Linked DNA regions of Ovis aries: region 2 is linked to region 1. A link is a contact called in public Hi-C data. All regions are on one chromosome and are shown on one strand. Each heading gives the region's core, a stretch centred on a gene start, on an enhancer-like site or on the middle of the called end of the contact. The rest is flanking DNA. Distances are from core to core; before and after follow the strand shown. Region 1 holds the start of LOC101121719 (putative adhesion G protein-coupled receptor F2P). Region 2 overlaps LOC101121979 (adhesion G protein-coupled receptor F4).

Evidence for each region. Hi-C and Micro-C count contacts between places; a contact is called where the count stands out from the background.
Region 2: a Hi-C map of mixed tissues shows a contact between it and region 1, with 2.1 times the contacts expected there. The contact joins the enhancer-like site here to the promoter of LOC101121719 in region 1. A contact is called at or near these places in 4 of 16 Hi-C or Micro-C datasets (liver, mixed tissues and tail adipose tissue).

Annotation. Positions count from the first base shown.
Region 1 is chr20:20,644,542-20,647,552 of ARS-UI_Ramb_v3.0, reverse strand. LOC101121719 (putative adhesion G protein-coupled receptor F2P) reads right to left here and starts at 1,360. Exons shown (of 9, transcript XM_060403684.1): 1 at 1-1,360.
Region 2 is chr20:20,709,883-20,712,827 of ARS-UI_Ramb_v3.0, reverse strand. It overlaps LOC101121979 (adhesion G protein-coupled receptor F4), which reads right to left. Exons shown (of 11, transcript XM_060403687.1): 10 at 2,517-2,573. The coding sequence ends at 2,526. Among named protein-coding and RNA genes, the nearest start is that of OPN5, 40 kb to the left of the region's middle. Within about 2 kb of position 1,312, at least 6 of the 54 cell types and tissues checked have an H3K27ac peak or open chromatin away from gene starts, as enhancers often do.

The DNA of each region.
Region 1 (3,011 bases), core at 111-2,610:
TCTTTATTGAATTTGTTACAATATTGCTTCTGTTTTGTGTTTTGGTTTTTTGGCCTCAGACATGTGCAATCTTAGTTCCCTGACCAGGGATAACCTTCACCCCCTGCATTGGAATGCAAAGTTTTAACCACTGGATCACCAGGGAAGTCCCAGTTTTACAGTTTTTAAAGCTAAAGATTTGCCCAGAAATGTACCTGAAATCATTCCTGTGAGCTACAAATAAACAGATTTTTCCAAACTGTAAAAATATGAATGAACTTTCTAGGAGAAAATTTAATAAACCCAAATAACGTGAGGTCTAGTCAAGCTTCATTCTTTAATCGGCAAGTTTACTTTAGAGGGGAAAACTCATTTTGTCAAAATTCAAAGGGAAAAAAGTTTTTAAGCAGAACTAAACTTTCAAAATTCACACTCAACAAATACAAAGAATCCTTCAGAAAAAGGAAAGAATCAAATTAAGCACCAAGTTCAACAATATTTTAAGGAGGAACATGAAAATCAATGGACATGGAGATGTTTGGGTGTCTACCACCTCTCCTCGACCCGCCATGCAAAGAACACAAGGCAAGAGAATTCTACCCAAACTTTGTATTCCTTCTGAGAAAGTCTGATTTCAGGAAAACAGTGTTTAGGATCAGGAATTCTTAATGCCATAAGTTAGTCCTTAGAAGTGCAGGATTTTTCTGTGTAAGGGTGTAAAAGGATTCCTCTGTATTCAAGGAGACTTTAAGGCTGGTGATGACTTGATAATAAGCCAAAATTATAGACAAAACATTACAAAGTGTGATGAGGGAAAATCGTGATTTTAAAAAAGTTAATTAGCTTCTGTATCTGTACTTAATCACTGTCAAGTCATCAAAGAAAACTTCCTTTAAAGTTTCTAGTTTCCTGGACTCTATTTGCATGGGATCAGAGAAGTGGAGAGTAATAAATTAAAACAAAAATATTTTCCTACCAGATTAGTGCTCTTATTGAATTATGCCAAGTGCCCCTAGGTTACCAAATTCCTTTTTAAGACTAACTCCCTGTATACATTAATAATGAAAGTCCACACTACACAGCCTCATTGGTTGCTCATCTCTGAAATTCTCCAAAGGAAGGTCTTGGACTGAGAAGGTCATGGGGCTACTCACTGTGGCTAGCCAACGACACGGGCGAATTTGTCACTGGCAAATTCGACCTACTCCCGGCAGCTGGAGACGCAGGTGTCAAAGACTTCCCTTTGCCATATCTCACAGCAAACCAGCAAGCTGGGCTCCTGTATCTCTGAGCAGTCAATTTAGCCCTGAATGGTGGCTCCCCTGGCTGAGACAGTCAGGCTGGGCTCTGCCTGACAGGCAGCCAGCCCCATATGCCCTGCAGCCCGACAGGCAAGTCCTGCTTGGGAGTAGCCCTTGCCGTGGGAGGGGCAGTGTGGAGGAAAATGGATGAGTCACACACTAGGTGAACACACGCAGACTCTCACAAAAGGCCAAGGCTTCTCTTTCTGGCAAATGATCCGGGACTATAGAGATGGCACAAGATTTGTAGTATTAGGCCACAGCTACTAACATCCTCATGCATCTGCCTAAGCCTGAAAATGGGATACAGGAAACACAAATGTCTGTGCTTGGAACTCTGTCTTGGGTTGGCTTTCTGGTCACAAAGATTATGGTTGTACAGTTCACTAATTGTCTCTGGATGTCCCTAGTTCAGGCACAAGGTGGCACTGCCATTCCCAACCTCCTTGTAGTTGGATGGGGTCATACAAGTTGTTCTGCCATGGGGACCAGCAATTTAAAATGGTAGCCACTCCATCCTGAGTAACAAGTATGGGGCCTGCTGACCTGTGATGGGCATGAGTAAAAGTTGACGATTATTTCTAGTTGCTGAAATTTGTGGGCTATTTGTTACTTCAGCATAACAGCCTCTACTAATAGATACAAGGACCAAGGCTCTTGGAAGATGACATAGGTAGTTACACATATTTCTAACTTTGAAACCCTCACAAATCTTTTTCAATTTTTTTTAGCATTTATGGACTTTCTAGCTCTCCCAAGTCCATGTTCAAAAACCACACTCACATTTATCTAAGATGTGGCATTTTTCAAAATCTGTATTAAAGGGTTCTTGTAACACAGAAAGAGGCACTCATTTTTAATCCCAGAGATCCCTCATCCTAATTTTGCTTCCTGGATCTTCTTTTGCTCTGGATCTTCTAGGGAAAGAAGTCTGAGAATCCCCTTTGGGGCCAAAACCCACTCAAGTTCCACCAGCAGATGGGAAAATTCAGTATTTTCATTGTATATGTACCATACACCCGAGCATCCCCTATATTAGTGGATATATGTAAATTATGTAAATTTCACTGCTGACCTCTCAGAGCTCACCGTCTTGTTGGGGAAAAAAAAGAAACATAGATGTGAGACTTCCCTGGTTGTCCAGTGGCTAAGAATCCACTTGCCAATACAGGGGATACAGGTTCGATTCCTAGTTGGGGAACTAGCTCCCACATACCTTGGAGCAACTAATGCTGTGTGCCACAGCTACTGAGCCCGAGTGCCCTAGAGCTGTGCTCCACGACAAGAGAAGCCACTGCAATGAGAAGCCTGTGCACCGCGGTTAGGGAGTAGCCACCTGCTCGCCGCAACTAGAGAAAGCAACTAAGCACAGCAACGAAGACCCAGCACCCTTAATCAATCAATCAATAAGAGAAACATAAACGTGGAAAATGCATAAGACCAAAGCAAGGATGGGTTGATGAAGACTGGTCCAGGGTCACTTGATGCAGCCTGCAGGCCTGGAAGGGCACCTCCAGTTTGTAGTGATGGCAAAGTTGTGGCAACAGGAGAAACTGAAGCTCATAGTTCATATGCTGGGTTAACTTTTCATGAGCATCTACTAGAGACATAGAATATGAAAGATAGAGGTGTTCTTGGGGATCATCCAAGCCCAACCTCATACTGCCCACAGGAGAAAACCAGTTCAGCTATTTTTACCAGGGACTCTCAACTTTGGAAAAGGCAAGTCTT
Region 2 (2,945 bases), core at 63-2,562, 65 kb before region 1:
GATGTGCTGAAAGAATGCAGTCTTCATCCATTCCCCACTTCACAGGTTCAGAAATAGAGGTTGCAAGCTGAAGAATGAGGTGGTCAGCGTTTCTTTGGGGAAAGTTGTTGGTGTGTTTCCACCTCCTTCCTCCATTTCCTCCTCATATTGGCCAAACATTGAGCACCTCTGATTCTACTGAGTGGTGCAGTCCCTGACCTTGTCTTCTACTGGTTGTCCCCAACTATTGATAGTCGGCCAGATATGCTGAGCTAGCTAAAGTGGAGACTTCATCTACACCTCGCTTCTCTAGAATGATTAGAGATCGTCTCCCCAGGTGGCCCAGCCTCCTCCACCCAAGATAGTCTAATACAGGGGTCCTCAACCTCTGACATCTAATGTCTGATGATCTGAGGTGGAGCTGATGTAGTAACAATAGAATAAAGTACTCAATAAATGTAAAGCTCTTGAATCATCCTGAAACCATCACCACCCCCGGTCCATAGAAAAAATGTCTTCCATTAAGCCAGCCCCTGGTGCCCAAAAGATTGGGTACTGCTGGTCTAAGAAGCTTTCCCAAACAGATCAAATTAGAACCTTGATGGAAAGATTGGGCTTCCCTGGTGGCTCGGTGGTAAAGAATCCGCTGCTAATGCAGGAGACGTGAGTTCAATCCCTGGTCCAGGAAGATCCCCTGGAGAAGGACACGGCAACCCATCCCCGTATTCTTGCCTGGGACATCCCATAGACAGAGGAGCCTGGTGGGCTACAGTCCTTGGGATTGCAAAAGAGTCAGAAATGACTTACAACAACAATGGAAAGATCGGCTTTACTTGGTCATCTGAACTACCTCTCCTTACTGACTGATCAAGAAATTCTAAAGCAGTGTCCCACCAGGGAAAATCCCTATGGGCTAGGATAGAAGTTGGGGGCATTAGCTCTTCAAAATTCTACTGAATCCTCCCCTTTAAAGTTGTAAAATTAAAATTCAAACATGAAGGTGATTATCTAAGGTTAATACACCAGTGTTTTCCCCTCTGTTTTCATAGCACCTGGTACATGCCAGTCAATGTATATGAAAGAGCCCTTCCCTCTTCTGGGGACCATGTGCCAATGTCCACAGCAGCAGGACAGCAGGTTTGTGTAATCTCTAATCCAGGAGGGCCCTTAAAGTTTCTTCCAACTCAGAGAGTCTTTCATTCCTTGAGATTGTTTCAGCCCCTTCCTTTGCCCCATTGCTCAATAGATGAGTCATGATTCAGAAAGGAAAGGAATGTAAAAGAGGTTGTGCCTACTGCTGGGTGGTGTTAAAAAAAAAAAAAAAAAAATCTGAGACTCCTCGGTATTCACGCAGAAAGCCAGGACACCTCTCCAAGGCAAAAGCACAGCAAGTTCGATCACCCTGCCCACATTCTGCTCTTGATTCTCAGGCTGCAGGCTGCCACTGTGAGACTTATCCTCCTCTGCACCACTGACTAATATTTGTCTTCCTCTGATTTCACCTGTGTAGAAATAAGTCTCAGAGGGTAGCTGTGAGTAGGCAGGCTGTGAGTAGGCAACTCCACCCTCATCCCTTTAGGAATGATTCTGAACACCAACTTCTTTAGGGAGAGATGTACTTGTTTCTTTGATTCCAATCAATTAAGACTTCCTTCTCAACAATGGGGCTACTATAAGTGTCTACACTCACTGGCAAAATGAAATGAAGGTGTGTGTAATCACTGCAGAGGGTGACTGCAGCCAGGAAATTAAAAGACGCTTACCCCTTGGAAGGAAAGCTATGACCAATCTAGACAGCATATTAAAAAGCAGAGACATTACTTTGTCAACAAAGGTATGTCTAGCCAAGGCATAGACATAGTTTTCCAGTAGTCACGTATGGATGTGAGTTGAACTATAAAGACAGCTGAGAGCCGAAGAATTGATGCTTTTGAACTGTGGTGTTGGAGAAGACTCTTGAGAGTCCCTTGGACTGCAAGGAGATCCAACCAGTCCATCCTAAAGGAGATCAGTCCTGGGTGTTCATTGGAAGGACTGATGTTGAAGCTGAAACTCCAATATTTTGGCCACCTGATGCAAAGAGCTAACTCATTTGAAAAGACCCTGATGCTGGGAAAGATTGAGGGCAGGAGGAGAAGAGGACAACAGAGAATGAGATGGATGTATGGCATCACCGACTCAATGAACATGGGTCTGGGTGGACTCCAGCAGTTGGTGATGGACAGGGAGGCCTGGTGTGCTGCAGTTCATGGGGTCACAGAGAGTCGGACACGACTGAGCGACTGAACGGAACTGAACTGAAACAGCAAGATATATCCTGTATCAGAATGGAGATGATGACTGCATCCTCTCACTGAGGACAGAAAAAAAAAAAAAAAAGATGTATTCTTAAGATGTGATCAAGTAAACTGAGCTGACCTGAGTTTTAAAGATGTGTGTATTTTCATTTATGTGCTTGGCAATAAAGACGTTTCCATTCTCTGAAAAATATCCCCAGTTCCCTTCCTGAAGCTTCTCCTTGATTTTTTAATACTCACGTCTTATCCTCAACGATTCATTAATTTAGATCCATAGGTGGGGCTTAACGATGCGTTCTAAATAGAGGAAAAAATAACACTGATGTCAATGAAGAATGGCATTGACTGGAATGCACATAGGCTTGTGTTTATGTCTATGCCTGACTGAAGATAAACATGTAACAATGGAAACATGAAGTACCAGAGTTGACACAGCTACCCTGAATTAAATTGTCATATTTCACTGAATCTCACATTGTAAGCAACATCATTATACTTTATGTCTGCAGAGGAAGAACATGAAAAAGTAACTTGCCAATGAAGTCATGACATGCCACTGATTACCCAGTGTGTGCCAATTTCAGAAATAGTCAAAGGTGGATAAAAAATGCCTATCTTGGAATTGATGGTCTTTAGCGCTAAAAGTCACTCTAAGTACTAGCTGATAAA